3 separate regions of the Mus musculus genome follow, and all the other regions are linked to region 1. Evidence: chromatin contacts called from public HiChIP or PLAC-seq and promoter capture Hi-C data. All regions are on one chromosome and are shown on one strand. Each heading gives the region's core, a stretch centred on a gene start, on an enhancer-like site or on the middle of the called end of the contact. The rest is flanking DNA. Distances are from core to core; before and after follow the strand shown. Region 1 holds the start of Kcnk13 (potassium channel, subfamily K, member 13). Region 2 overlaps Ttc7b (tetratricopeptide repeat domain 7B). Region 3 overlaps Gm26839 (predicted gene, 26839).

Region 1 (4,923 bases), core at 1,232-3,731:
AAAGAGTATCTATGGCCACCTCACAGCCCATAGCATCTGTAATAACAAGCTGAAGGATTCCTTAGAACTTAACAAAAATAACCTGCTTCCAGGTCTTCTGTACCTTATTATGAGACACTGCAGTAAGACAAGATTTTTTAAAAAAAGTTAAAGTAAACCTCCACTTCAGATGACATAGTTATGTGACTAGAAACTCTAAAGACTATTGAAGCTAATGAATGAGTGCAGCTAGTCTATGGGATACAATAGTAAACATGAAAAGATAAAACATTTGAATTTCTATGCTCAATACCATCTGGAGAACAAACCTTTATGTTAGATTCATAAAAGATGTGCAAGATCCCTGCACTATAACAACAAGGGGGAGCTACATATATGAAGAGATAGATTCATTCATGAATTATCAAAATATCACTTCTTCCCAAAACAGATTTAACGTAGTCCTAATCAAGATAACAGACTTTTTCTGTGCCTATGTTTAAAATGTCTGTCTTAAAAACCACAGTTCTTTGATTTTTTAAAACGGAAACAATTCATTACATCCAAAGAAATATCGAAAAAAGAAGAGCTAAGTTGGAGACTTTGCATTTCTTGACTTCAAGAGCTATAAAAATTCATTTAAATATTTTTAATGGGCATAACAACTAGATCAATAGATAACGGTCAAAAGAAAAGATTCCTGAAATAAATGTATTCTTACTTTCCTTCTCAATAATTGCCATTAGAAAAAGTGAGTATATTTTTGGACAAGGTGAACTTTGTCTCACATGCATAATAAATAAACTCTATACCACACAGACCAACCATACAAAAGTAGGGGAGAGACAAAGAACATATGCAACCTTGAAAGCAATAATATAATGCACAAAGTATATCAATCATTACAGACTGGAAAACTGGTCTTTAACAAAACTGAAAACTTTGTCAGGAAACTTTTTTAAAACAAGTAGGTATTCCAGAGAAGAAGAAAAATAATGGTAATAATAGTTGCAAAATACACACCTAAGAAAGGACTGGTAGTCTAGATTATATAAAACACTGCCCTTCAATAACAGGGACCATTGTGTGTGTGTGTGTGTGTGTGTGTGTGTGTGTGTGTGTGTGTGTGTGCATGTTGTATGTGTGTGCACATGTGTGCATGTGGAAACCAGAGGGGCTCTCACTGAACCGAGAGTTCACTGACTTGGCTACGGAACTGTGGCTAGCCAGCTCCACTTGGCCCTACCTGCTCAGGAGGAGTAGGATGTCAAAAGTCCACAGCTATGCTCATCCTTCTGTATGTGTGTTGGGGAGCTGAACTCTGGTCCTCACACTGTGATGAGCACATTACTGACTTGGCCATCTCCCCAGCTCCAAAACCAAGCTTTTAAGTGGGCAAAATAGTCCAACCATTTACAAAAGTCCAATATACAAGGTGTCCAGAGAACACAAAACCCCAAGGAGATAAGTTTATGTGCCTGTATACAGAAGGCTTAAAAATAAAATGGCTGGCTCTGTCAACAGTCTATAGGATGTGGACACTGCATTGTTGTGGGTTAGAAAAAGCTAGTTTGAAATGATGTCAGTCGGTACACTTCAGGAACACACTTTACACAAGACACATAACTGGTTCTTATGAATACAGAGACCTGAATAAACAAAACCAAGTTCTATAAAGGAGAAATATTCCATGGTGGAAAAAGAAATCAGAATAGTGGCTACCTCTGCAGGAATGTGGGTGGGGATTTACTGGGAAGATATTTGTGGGAGCTTTAATCCTTTGGTGGCTTTTAGATGATAAGGGAGGGAGGCCACCATTGTTTGGCTCCCAAAGTTATCAGGACTCACCTAATGGTACAATGACATGTCATTGCATGCAAATTTTACCACAAAAGCAAAAATCCGAGGATAGAGCTCTTAATAATGGCCAATACTGGCTGGAGATGGGGTGAAAGTGTGTGGGTGTCTACAACCATTCAAAGTGCATCCTGAGTGGGTTGGTGACTAGAAAGGAATGGGTAAATATAAGCAAGCCTGGTAAACTGTCACTTGTAGAATCTAGGTGGTGGTGTGTTGTGTCATTGTAAACGTCATTCGATTTTGATGTACTTGAGATGTTTCTTAAACTAGTAAAGGTAATTGGGTTACTCACCCTGGGTGTGAACTCAATACCCTCTAAAGTTCTTCCTCCCCAGGAGACACAATGCAAGATAAACGGTCTGTTAGTTACTCTCACCAAAATCATTTGCATCTATTCAACAGAACTGCAAGCTTTTCTAGTTCTGTTTCTGGCTAGTATCGTGGGTGGGTCTCCTGGGACCACTCTCTCTCTCTCTAAAGGCGGAGAAATTCTGTTTAGACCGTGGGTGGCTATGAATCCATTCCTTCACACAGCTATATTCGATCCCCTGTGGCTAAACTGCTGGGAACCAGGTGTGTCTGGAGGGCACGCAGCGCCCTCTTCTGGCCTGAGAGGAACCCACGCAGACCATCGAGGCTCTCGACCTATCTGTTAAGCAACCACTCCAGGGATCTGCACTCCCTGGTAGAAGCATCGCTGTTTAGAGGTCCAGGCGAGCGCCAGCGGAGGAGACCTGAGCAGGAGACTGGCCCTGAGGCCAAGGGGCGGGTACCGGGTGGAGTCGCCTCGGTTGGCAGCTGCAGAGCTCCACCTGTTGCAGTTTTTGAGCACTCCACAGAGAAGGCAGCTCTGGGCACGGACTTCTGCTCTCAGCCCCACTGGGCAGGGCAAGGCCACTTGAGAAGGGAAGCCAGGAACCATCCTGAACCTGTTCCACAGAGCAGGTGCGTTTGGGAAGGTGAGACGCGAAGGCGACGGCGGCTCCAGAGCTCATGGCAAGTTGGGGGTCTCTGGGTGGGCGCCCCAGCGGTTCACAAAAGAACCTTGTTGCCGGCTTACATGTTGTAGCTTGGAGTTCTCAGCTCAGCGCCACTGACTGCGCAAGAACTACAGAGCCGAGGCGATCAAAACCGGGTGAAAGAGATGGAACTCTTCTGGCCGCTGTCCTTGGCCGGTTCTCCGGGAGATGGGCTGGCAGGGCCGGCACGTGTGGACAGAGAACGCCCGGTGCAGGCCCTAGAGGCCAAGGGCGATCTGGTATGGGGGAAGTCAAGGAAGGCTCCCTGGGAGGATGCTTCTAACTTCCTTCACTGTTCCAACCTCCCCCTCTGTTCTCCTCCCCACAGCGGTCCGCCCTCGTGCTGCCGTGGAGCCTGTGTGCCCAGCAGAGATCCGAGCCGGCTGATCTGCCTCTTCGCACTGTCCCTGCGTCCGTGCGTCTGCCCCAAACCCGTTCCGACCTCTGAGCCCTGGTTATTCTGGTGGATAGAGGCTCTCGGCAGAACATTGTCACTAATACGCAACACAGATCCACCTGGAGAGGCACCGAAGACAGAGAACAGCCCGTATCCCAGCCATCACAGCTTGGAAAGCAATGCTCCGAGGAACCCGGACCTTGATGTGAAGCTTACCCGCCGATTCTCTCTGGACCCACGACCTTTTTTTTCTTCAAGAGGAGTTCAAGTTCTAGGGAGTTTGCCTTGAAGGCACGCCACGCCCCCTCCCCAATCTGAGCCGAATTAGGAGCTCGGGTGAACCCGGGTCGCCCGCACCCTCGCACCAAGTCGAAGCAGATTCTGTGTCCCGACCCTCTGGTCTTCAGCCTTAAGGAGAACTCCAGAGAGGACAGGGAGGCGGCGACGACAAAGCGGATTCGAAACCACGAGTCCAGGCGGACGTGGGGAGCTGGCTACACAGGAACCACCGAGGAGGCGGCGGCGGCCGGGAGATCCACGCCGCCTTGGGGAACGCGCGGCGGGCATGGGCGAGCCCGCACGCAGAGCAGGCTAAGGTCGGCAGAGCACATCCTCCCCGGGGCGTGGGCACAAGTCCGCGGGCAGCAACCCTCGCGGAGCTGTCCTCCAGTGCCATGGCTGGCCGCGGTTGCGGCTGCAGCCCCGGCCACCTGAACGAGGACAACGCGCGCTTCCTGCTGCTCGCTGGGCTCATCCTGCTCTACCTGCTGGGCGGCGCCGCAGTCTTCTCCGCGCTGGAGCTAGCGCAGGAGTTGCAGGCCAAGCAGCGCTGGGAAGAGCGCCTGGCCAACTTCAGCCGGGGCCACAACCTGAGCCGTGAAGAGCTGCGAGGTTTCCTCCGCCACTACGAGGAAGCCACCAGGGCGGGCATCCGCATGGACAGCGTGCGCCCTCGCTGGGACTTCACGGGCGCCTTCTACTTCGTGGGTACAGTGGTTTCTACCATAGGTAAGTGAGCCGCCTGGTCACACCATGCCCCTAGTTCCTGGGCCCTCACAGGACCTAGCATCTCACCCTTGGGGTTCTCCGCTTGGGCGCCCAGCGATGCACCTCGGGATTCCTTTGTGGCTAATCAACAGGTGTGAATGGATCCCAACCACACCCGAAGATTATTAGAATTACCCCAGACCTCTGCCTAGACCAGAACCAGCTGCTCTTTGTTAGCCAGTCGCCAGGAATTTGAATGGTTCTTAAATTAGGGAAGCGCTTTTGTAGACAGTCAGTCTGGCTCAGCAGACAGGGCTGAGTTCGTGAATTCTGTGGAGAGAGCTTACAAGGAGACACAAAGCTAGAAACGTTTACTGAGTGTTGAACTATGCACAAGCCACTGCTCAAAGAAAAGGCCGTGATTTCAAACTTACAGAGAGACTCTCAGAATTCCAAACTGGAAAGAGGCAGAAGAGTGTAAAATGGGGCTCAAAGAATGGGCCGTGTTTCCTTCTGTGAAAAACCAGTGGAAAGGTGACGGTGGGTCTAGCCAGTTTGAGTTCCTATGAATTGGGTTTAGGGCCCAAACATAGGGGCATACACGGGGACAGAAGTGGCTTGCGTCCAGAATTCCCTGAGGTGCTGGCTGAGCTTGGACTAGAGGAAGGACTGCTAGGACAG
Region 2 (4,923 bases), core at 1,414-3,913, 500 kb after region 1:
TGGTTTCTACTCCTGTTACAATGCCATCTGCTGCCAAGCATGCACCTATAGCCTCATGGGGTGTTCCCTATGATCAACTGACCGAAGAGGAGAAGACTAGAGCCTGGTTTACTGATGGCTCTGCACGTTATGCAGGTACCACCCAGAAGTGGACAGCTGCAGCATTACAACCCCTTTCTGGGACAACCTTGAAAGACACAGGTGAAGGGAAATCTTCACAGTGGGCAGAACTTCGGGCAGTACACATGGTATTACAGTTTGTTTGTAAGAAGAAGTGGCCAGATGTACGATTATTCACTGACTCATGGGCTGTAGCCAATGGATTGGCTGGATGGTCAGGGACTTGGAAAGATCACAATTGGAAAATTGGTGAGAAAGACATCTGGGGAAGAAGTATGTGGATAGATCTCTCCAAATGGGCAAAGGATGTGAAGATATTTGTGTCCCATGTAAATGCTCACCAAAAGGTGACTTCAGCCGAGGAGGAGTTCAATAATCAAGTGGATAAGATGACCCGTTCTGTGGACAGTCAGCCTCTCTCCCCAGCCATCCCTGTCATTGCTCAATGGGCACATGAACAAAGTGGTCATGGTGGTCGAGATGGAGGTTATGCTTGGGCTCAGCAACACGGGCTTCCACTCACCAAAGCTGACCTGGCTACTGCTGCTGCTGATTGCCAGATCTGCCAACAGCAGAAACCAACACTGAGTCCCAGATATGGCACCATTCCTCGGGGTGACCAGCCAGCAACCTGGTGGCAGGTTGACTACATTGGACCACTTCCTTCATGGAAAGGACAGCGTTTTGTTCTTACTGGAGTAGATACTTATTCTGGTTATGGATTTGCCTTTCCTGCACGTAATGCCTCTGCTAAAACCACCATTCACGGACTGACAGAATGCCTTATCTATCGTCATGGTATTCCACACAGTATTGCTTCTGACCAAGGAACTCATTTCACAGCCAGAGAAGTACGACAGTGGGCCCACGATCATGGCATTCACTGGTCTTACCACGTTCCCCATCATCCTGAAGCAGCTGGGCTGATAGAAAGATGGAACGGCCTTTTGAAGATGCAGTTACAGCGCCAATTAGGTGGTAACAGCTTGGAAGGCTGGGGCAGAGTTCTTCAGAAGGCAGTATATGCTTTGAATCAGCGCTCGATATATGGTACAGTTTCACCCATAGCCAGGATTCATGGGTCCAGGAATCAAGGTGTGGAAAACGGAATAGTTCCACTTACTATCACTCCTAGTGACCCTCTAGGAAAATTTTTGCTTCCTGTCCCCATAACTCTAGGTTCTGCTGGCTTAGAAGTTTTGGCTCCAGAGAGGGGAGTGCTCCTACCAGGAGCTACAACAAACATTCCATTGAACTGGAAGCTCAGACTTCCCCCTGGTCATTTTGGGCTTCTAATGCCCTTAAACCAACAGGCTAAAAAAGGAATAACAGTGTTAGGAGGGGTGATAGATCCAGATTACCATGGGGAAATTGGATTACCTCTTCACAATGGTGGTAAGCAAGATTATGTCTGGAGTGTAGGAGATCCCTTAGGGCGTCTCTTAGTACTACCATGTCCTGTGATTAAAGTCAATGGGAAACTACAACAGCCTAATCCAAGCAGGATGACAAAGGACGCAGACCCATCAGGAATGAAGGTATGGGTCAATCCTCCAGGAAAAGAGCCAAGACCTGCTGAGGTGCTGGCTGAAGGTGAAGGAAATACAGAATGGGTAGTAGAGGAAGGTAGTTATAAATACCAATTAAGGCCACGTAACCAGTTGCAGAAACGAGGATTATAAAGTAATATGAATGCCCATTGTAAATTTACTAATGCGTTTGCGATTGTACGAGGGATAGTTATATCATGTTAGGCGTATTTACAACCTTGTTATTGTTTCATGTGAACATGAGATATTATTTGTGTCAAGTTGACAAGGGGTGGATTGTAGTGGCTATTCCTGGTTGTCAACTTGACAATATTTGGAATGAACTACAATCCGGAATTGGAAGGCTCACCAGTGACCCTTATCTGGAGGCTTGGAGATCCTTATCTGGATCTTGGTTTGAAGATCTTGAGCCATAGTGGCTATGGATTCCAGAAGATTGAATCTCCGAGTTAAGGAACACACCTTTAATCTGGGCTATGCCTTTCATCTGGGATTAAAGGTGTGGTGGAACACACCTTTAATCTGGGCTACACCTTTTGCTGGAGACAATATAAGGACATTGGAAGAAGGGAGTCTAGCTCTTGCTCTTGCTCCTTTGCCTGCTTGCTGCGTGAGACTGAGTAACTGCTAGATCCTTGGACTTCCATTCACAGCTGCGACTGAACAATTGTTGGGAATTCGGCTGCCGACTGTAAGTCATCAATAAATTCCTTTACTATTTAGAGATTATCCATAAGTTCTGTGACTCTAGAGAACCCTGACTAATACACCACCCCTGGCCCCACCCCTGACCTCATCCCTGACCCCACCCTGACCTCATCCCTGGCCCCAGCCCTGGCCTCATCCCTGGCCCAGCCCTGGCCCCAGCCCTGACCCCACCCCTGGCCCCACCCCTGACCTCATCCCTGACCCCAGCCCTGGCCCCACCCCTGACCTCATTCCTGGCCCCACCCCTGACCTCATCCCTGGCCCCACCCCTGACCTCATCCCTGGCCTCATCCCTGGCCCCAGCCCTGGCCCAGCCCTGGCCTCATCCCTGACCCTATCCAGCCTCAAGCCAACTCTGCTCCCTCAGTCTCTGCTTCTGTGACATTCTTGTCAGTTGCTACTTTTCCTTACCCTGACACAGACCACTTGACTGCTCGGTCCTCTGCAGACAGTCCCAGGAGACACACAACCTGCTCCAAACACACTAGTTAAAGACCCAGAAGACCTCTGCCACACTATCAAGGTAAAGCAACCCAAAACCCAGGTAAATACCTGCTGGTGTGAAGACCAAGTAACGATGCATGGATTTTTTTTTTTTTTTCCGAGACAGGGTTCCTCTGTGTAGCCCTGGCTGTCCTGGCACTCACTTTGTAGAGCTGGCTGGCCTCGAACTCAGAAATCACCTGCCACTGCCTCCCAAGTGCTGGGATTAAAGGCGTGCACCACCACCGCCCAGCAAGATGCATGAATCTTAACCAGGGAGAAGAGTGGTAAAGGTATGGACAACCCATACTGTTGTATCTGCACACTGACCCAGTTACTTTTATAAATACCATACCTATGACCACTTCCTCCATAACACTCAGGAATGCAAGCAGAGTTTGTGCCAGGGGCAGACAAGTAAGGCAAAGGCTTTCTTTCCAGTGGTCGGCTACAATTCCCACAATCTGATGTGGGCACACGGAGCGGGGTGGTATCAGTTGGAGTGAACATATATGGCCTTACTTACCCTTTCTATCTCCTGGAGGTACAAGAGTGCAATGTCCCCAGCTTTCTCATAGCAGGTGATGACGTCCTGCTCCCGGTCCACATGGAGATTACTGGTAGAGGACGAAACAGGCAGTTTCTCTAAACAAAGTCCTAAGAGCAAAGCAAACACATAGAAACTGAACAAGTTGGTTTTCATAGGACATGATTCTAAGTCTGGATGCACAGGGTCACAGAATGGTCGGCTCTGCAAGAGGCTATCGGAGAAGCAGATCCTCTATCCTGACTTCCTTTTAATTAGACAGGGTCTTGCTATGTAACACTGGCTGGTCTGGATTCCCTGAGTAAACCAAGGATCCACTTGCCCCTCTCTCTGCTTCTCAGTTAAAGGCACAGGGCACCCACACCCTGACTGTCTTCTCTTTTAAAGACAAAATGGAATATCAAAATGAAGCTCCAGAAGGAATATCTAAAGTTGCAGAAGAAAGGGGCCATTCAGTTCACACCACATGCAGTCTGGCTCACCCTGAACTCAGCTTGAACTGGAGAGGGCCTTCACACGAGCTCTTTCAGTCCTGAAGCGTATGGTAGTATGGTGGTCATGTTTAGACATCAGCATGACCAAGCAACGGGATGCTAGGACATCGGGACAAACCTTCTGGGTATGTCTGTAGGGTTTTCTGGATGAGACTTACACTTGGGCTGGTAAACAGAGTAAGCAGGTTCCCTTCCCTACGTGGGCAGGCCTCATCCAATCAGCTGGGAGAAAGGCAAGCATGGTCTTTCCCTGTCTGAACTGAAGTACTGGCTTCTTGCTTGGGGCCTGCTAGCTGTCTGGCTGAAACCTATGCCACTGGATCTTCAGGTGCCCAGGACTCTAGACACGAATGGAAGTATGCCAGCAGCTCCCTTTAGGGTTCTAGCAGTTAACTAAAGGTCTTATCTCCAACTCACCATGTCCCAGGATGGTTCTGATTAATACAAAGACCCTCACTCAACTATGCCCAAAGCTTTTCAACAATTTTTTAAAATAAGCAAGCCTGTCAACTCTAGTTTAGAGTTTATATGTCCCCTAAGGCCTTTAGTTAGAAGCCTGGTCCCCCCTTTACCCCCAGAGGTGCTACAGGGAAGTCATGGAATCTTTTAAGACGTGGCAGTGAGTGGGAAGTCTTTAGGTCACTGGGGCATGCCTTGGAATAAGTTTTCAATTCTCTGAGGGAACATTACTTAGAAACTTGGGAAATCTTATTACATTAGGACCAACACTTAGGCCTACAAGCTTAGGAGTAATTAAACCACGAGGCTGATTCTGGACCGAGAGAAAACCCAGAAACCTGAAGGTATTTTTCTCATAGATGGGGCAAACTCTTTGCTAGGGTAGAGTTCAGGGCTGAGATGTACAAAAGCATGAAAGGCTGAAAAAATAACAACATGAGGACAAGCAGACACTTCTTGACCCCCGTGCTGACCGACCTTCAACCCCCTAGAGAAACCAGACACAGTGGGGGAAGGACTAGCAGGTTTTCACAATAGGATCTCTGTTGCCTCAAGTGCCTTA
Region 3 (4,923 bases), core at 1,585-4,084, 360 kb before region 1:
GAAGTCCAGAAGGACTTTCCCATTTTGCTCCAGCAATGAGTTGGTACCATTTCCTAAAAGAGTAGAACCCTCTTCCTAACTCTGTTAGAAACTTTACACTGGCCACGGTAAGACTGTTTATACCCCAGACATGGGCAAATGTTAGGATGAGAGCTTCATCCCAGACTGGTGACCATCTCCCAGCCCACTGTACCTTTGCATACCTTTGAGGGTTGATGCAACCCACATCAGAAGAGGCTTGATGTCTTAGAGTTTCCGTTGCTGTAAAGAGACACCAAGACCAAGGCAACTCTTATAAAGGACATTTAATTGTGGCTGGCTTACTGGTTCTGAGGTTCAGACCATTATCATCATGGTGGGACGCATGGTAGTATCTGGGCAGACATGGTAGTGGAGGAGCTGAGAGTTCTACATCTTGTTCTGCAGGCAAGCAGGAGAATACTGACTTCCAGCTAGGAGGAGGGTCTCAAAACCCACCCCTACTGTGACACTGTGGCTTCCAACAAGGTCACACCTACTCCAACAAGGCCACAGCTCCTAATAGTGCCAAACCCTGGGCCAAGCATATTCAAACCACCACACTTAGGGTCATAAAGTATTGCTATCTTAATGACTATATCAGCAGACAACAACCCACGAGATCAGTGTGGACAAGACATGTGCTCTGGGGAACAGCTGGGTCCTGGCATGGTAGGGACAGTGGCTGTGCTGTCTGCTTTCTTGGGGGCTTTATTGCAGTTTGAGGCCTGAGGGAAAACAGGTCCAAAAAGTGAGAAACAGACTTTTCTTGTTACTCTGATGCCAGAAAGACACTGCCCTGAGGCTCTTTGAAACGTAAAAATGACAGGCAATGCCTTCTTCACAAAGACAAATTTCTAGATAACAATCCTCAGGACTAGGCTACATATGTGCTGTCCAACAGAACTTTCCTACAGTGATGGGCATGCGCTGTATCAATGATACCATGAGGAAGATGCTCATAACACACAGCTCCTGAAATATGACTGGCCTGAGCTGAGATGTGCTGCAAGGCACAGACTAGATGCTGGATTTCCAAGACATAGCAGGAAGAGGGAAATCAACGTGTTGGACTCATATGTTTATATTGATCGTCCATCAAAATGGTAATGTTCTGGATACATCACTACCAGTGAAACTCAATTTAACCTGTCTCTCATTGATATGTACATTGCAGCTGCTAATATCTTTTAAGAGACGCCCATGGCACACATATGGTTACCGAGAACCTCACATTCTCAACAGGTGCTAGGGACAGGAAAAGACAAACATAGCTAGATTAGTAGATGCCAACTGGCACATTTTGTACTGCAGCCACCTCTTTGAGAATTGTTAGAATGCTAAGAAAATGTCCAGCCAGTGGCCAGCATCCCGTGTAGGTGCGAGGATCAACACGCCCAGATGTTTGAAATTGTGAGCTGTCTGTCTGAAGCTTCCTGCTTCTGTCAGTAGGGTCTTAACACAGAGATAGTATCGTGGGCGTCCATGATGGGTCATGGTTGGGCTTTCACTCCTGCTCCCAATAGCTACGCCATCTTTCCAACCTCAGGAAGATGACAGCACCGTCCTTGAGGCGTTGCCAGATCACTAACTACTTTGCAATTGAGCACTCTTTTCTTCTCTCAGATGGAGACTCATAAGGCTTAACCTAAGGTTTAAGCACCTGAGTAAATCAGAAAAATGGCAGACGCCATAGAAGGGTCTGGGCTCCATTATTCTAATCTCAGGCCTTCAGGTTTTTGAAGAAAGTTCAAAGAAACACAACACAGCAATTCAAAACCACTTGTTAAAAAATGTGAGGGTTTTTTTGTTTTTGTTTTAGAAATAAGCTCAGCCTTCTGAAGCTGTCATCAAAAGCAGCCCAAAGAGAGGTTAAAAAGTAGCTCAGCGAAGTGCTTTTGTGCAAGCATGAAGAACAGAGTTTGGATCCCAAGGATTCCTGTAGAAAGCTGGGTGTGGCAGCACACACTTATGATCCCAGTGCTGGGGCAGCAGAGCCACCGTGCTCCCTGGGGTCTACTCCAGCCAGTCTAGCTGAACGGATGGAACTTCAGCTTCACTGACAGATCTGCATCAGAAATTAAGGCAAGCAGTGACAGAGGAAGATGCCTAATGCGCACACGCACACGCGCGCGCGCGCACACACACACACACACACACAGAGAACCACCACTGCAGCCAATGGAAGAAAAATAAGTTTGGTTTTAATCTTCAGGAATATGGACAGAAAAAAAGGAGGGAGAAACAAAATTTTCTATTTTACAGGAATTCAAACCATTGAGCCTTCAATGTGTCCTTCTTTGACATCCTTTGGGTCAAGGAGGCAAAGATTCAGGTTCTAATTAGAAAAGTGGAGCCCAGCATAAGTTCAATATTCTTCCACCACCCACACCACCTGCAAAACCGTGGAGAAGGAAGTATTCGGCTCAGCCCCGGAGGGAGTGTGCCTGGTGCATAAATCCTTACTTTCTTAACACTCTCCTTCTGGGGCTTTTACATTCAGCACAAGGAGTGGGAACTGCAAAAATAGACCTCGTGTTTCTGCAGAAGTGAAAGACTTATTGCATAATGGTGGTAAACTGCATCTACTAGAGCCACGTGCCCGCATGCAAACACCAACTCAACTCAAAAATAGATGAGTTTTTTGTTTTTCTTTTTTCTTTCTTCTTCTTTTTTAGATATCTAGCCTTAAAAGAAAAATGTGGGGTCACATGAGTAAAGTTAAAAAAATGATATTGGGAAAATAGAATGGTGTTAGCTAGTCAAAAAAAAAAAATCTGGTCAACAAATTCATTTAATTCCCAATGACTTCTCCCCAGCTGCAAGTTTCTCTTTACTTCTTCTTCTTCTTTTCTTCTTTTTCCCCTTTGTAAGAACGCTACAGAAATGGAAAGGAAATCATCTGTAAACAGAAAGTATCGATCTTGGCAGAAGCCCTGTAAGGCACACGCGTACCACTTCCTTCCTTCCTTCCTTTTGATCCCCAGTAATAAAGGGAGAGAGAAAACATTCAGACAAACTGTCAGAAGGAAAGGTCGCATCCCCTGACCCTTACTCAGCCTTTCCCATGTCTCCTCCTGAGGTTCAACCAGACCCTCGAATCAGAGCAGAAAAAAAAAATTCCTTCTTGCTTGATAACGGTTCATCCACTGAAGCCAGTTGATCTGTGACTATGAAACGGTTGATACGGGCAAGGCCTGAGCTGGGAGGAGAGGAAAATGGAAAGAGAATGTTCGTTTTAAGAAGTGTAAAATCTTTCCGCCAGATCAGCGCCATCATGGACACGAGTCGCGTGCAGCCCATCAAGCTGGCTAGGGTAACCAAAGTGCTGGGCAGGATTGGTTCGCAGGGACAGTGCACGCAGGTGTGAGTGGAATTTATGGGTGACACCAGCCGCCCTATCATCCAAAATGTCAAAGGCCCCCTTCGAGAGGGTGACATGCTCACCCTATTGGAGTCAGAAAGAGAAGCTCGAAGGTTGTGCTTGATGCTGGGTTCTGGATATCCACGATTTAGCCCATGGAATGACCTACAATTGTTAAATAAAGCATTTGTATTAAAAGAAGAAGAAGAAGAAGAAGAAGTATAAAATCTAGGATGTAGAAAGGCAGCTTGCCATAAAGTGCGGAGTGAAGCAAGTGTTACAATAGTGTGATACAAAGGCAGCTAATGCCCTGTGAGAGCTCCTGCGTCAGAACGCCTGGAGGTACTGTTTGCTTGCTAGAAATCTAGGTGCTGTTCTGGAAAATACAAGTTTAAGAGGAGATGGAAGAGAGACTCTAAGACTGTCCAACCTAAGAGTAGACAGACAGGCTGAGGACAGCATGGCCTCCAGCCACATCCCTGAGTCTGAAGGGAAAAAGTCCCAATGGACAGAATCCTCCCACCAGTAGCGTATCCAGAGCATAGCCAGCACCCAAGGTCACGTCATTTGTCTCCTGGAGGGGCTATTTTTGGAACCCATGTGACAGGGCACTGACAGTGTTTTAAGCAGCTGGACAGTCCAGACAGGAGTTGGATCACAGAAGACAAACGAGGGGACACTATGTGCTTCCCTTTGCAATCCTCAGTGGTGCCCCCCCCACCCCCCCGCAGCTTCAGAAGAAAGGCCAAAACCTTTTAAAAAGGCTTCCCTTGGTAAACCGGAACAGTATTCGGTATCCTGGGTGGCTAAACAGCAGGGAAGGAGGGTACAGCACAGGGCTTTAGGGCTGATGCGCAAACCTGGTTCTCTCTGGACTTGGTGTTCATTTATATCCGGGCTTCTCGGACATCATCTAAGTATTGGGCGCTGCCGTAAATGCTGGGAACGCCATGATCAACCAGTTAGACTCAAGTGGCTTCGTTCTGCTTGGGCAAACCAATTGCCTGCATACGTGATCGTTCCGATGGGTGTGTGCTACACAGGAGGAAAAAGAACAGAAAAGTATCAGAAGTTGAAGTTGACATCAAGGGAGTCTGAGGTTAGGAGGTTCTTAGGCAGTGTTTCCCAGGGTTAAGAAGCAGATGGGCAAAGCAAGCCACACGCAGAAGTCCCTACAATCACGCATGACGTCAGGACTGGACAAAGGTAGTTATGACTATTCTGTGGCTGTGACAGTTCCTTGTGTGCATGCTTTGAACAACCCTAGGTTATAAAACACATAAACAGGAGTTTTAGGAACCCAGGGGAAATAGACCTTTGAAGTTTGGTTAAGTTTGTAGAAAGGTGTTTTCCCTGGGCTGGGTAGGGTTTTGGCAGGTGGGGAACAGAAGCAAATTGGACTCTAAAAGAGGAAGGAACATGAACATGAAACACAAGTACATTAGTATGTGTGCCGATACCATGAAGTAGCTATAGATTTTTTTTTTCCATTAGGAAATGGAATCTTTAAAAGGTGAAACCATTGAAAGAAGTGTTGAAGG

Evidence for each region. Promoter capture Hi-C pulls out the DNA fragments that hold promoters and counts their contacts. HiChIP or PLAC-seq counts read pairs in DNA pulled down with a chosen protein or histone mark.
Region 2: a promoter capture Hi-C map of stem cell-derived epiblast-like cells shows a contact between it and region 1, with 3 times the contacts expected there. The contact joins the enhancer-like site here to the promoter of Kcnk13 in region 1. A contact is called at or near these places in 3 of 39 promoter capture datasets (embryonic stem cells, pre-B cells and stem cell-derived epiblast-like cells), 1 of 15 datasets of contacts at CTCF or cohesin (large pre-B cells), 6 of 484 Hi-C or Micro-C datasets (the G1E-ER4 cell line and embryonic stem cells) and 1 of 115 datasets of contacts at active chromatin or transcription factors (microglia).
Region 3: an H3K27ac HiChIP or PLAC-seq map of microglia shows a contact between it and region 1, with 4 times the contacts expected there. The contact joins the enhancer-like site here to the promoter of Kcnk13 in region 1. A contact is called at or near these places in 4 of 39 promoter capture datasets (embryonic stem cells, liver and stem cell-derived epiblast-like cells), 1 of 15 datasets of contacts at CTCF or cohesin (the NIH/3T3 cell line), 1 of 115 datasets of contacts at active chromatin or transcription factors (microglia) and 1 of 9 other capture datasets (embryonic stem cells).

The regions. Positions count from the first base shown.
Region 1 is chr12:99,962,018-99,966,940 of GRCm38.p6, forward strand. Kcnk13 (potassium channel, subfamily K, member 13) reads left to right here and starts at 2,482. Exons shown (of 3, transcript NM_146037.2): 1 at 2,482-2,784; 2 at 3,187-4,263. The coding sequence starts at 3,930.
Region 2 is chr12:100,462,793-100,467,715 of GRCm38.p6, forward strand. Ttc7b (tetratricopeptide repeat domain 7B) reads right to left here. Exons shown (of 20, transcript NM_001033213.1): 4 at 3,388-3,518. Among named protein-coding and RNA genes, the nearest start is that of Gm36375, 30 kb to the right of the region's middle. Within about 2 kb of position 2,664, at least 33 of the 459 cell types and tissues checked have an H3K27ac peak or open chromatin away from gene starts, as enhancers often do. A contact at or near this core is called in stem cell-derived epiblast-like cells, where this site is marked.
Region 3 is chr12:99,605,932-99,610,854 of GRCm38.p6, forward strand. The region is part of intron 2 of Gm26839 (predicted gene, 26839); the gene reads left to right. Gm35644 (a long non-coding RNA gene) reads right to left here. Exons shown (of 4, transcript XR_001780667.2): 4 at 4,165-4,417. Among named protein-coding and RNA genes, the nearest start is that of Gm35644, 12 kb to the right of the region's middle. Within about 2 kb of position 2,835, at least 31 of the 459 cell types and tissues checked have an H3K27ac peak or open chromatin away from gene starts, as enhancers often do. A contact at or near this core is called in microglia, where this site is marked.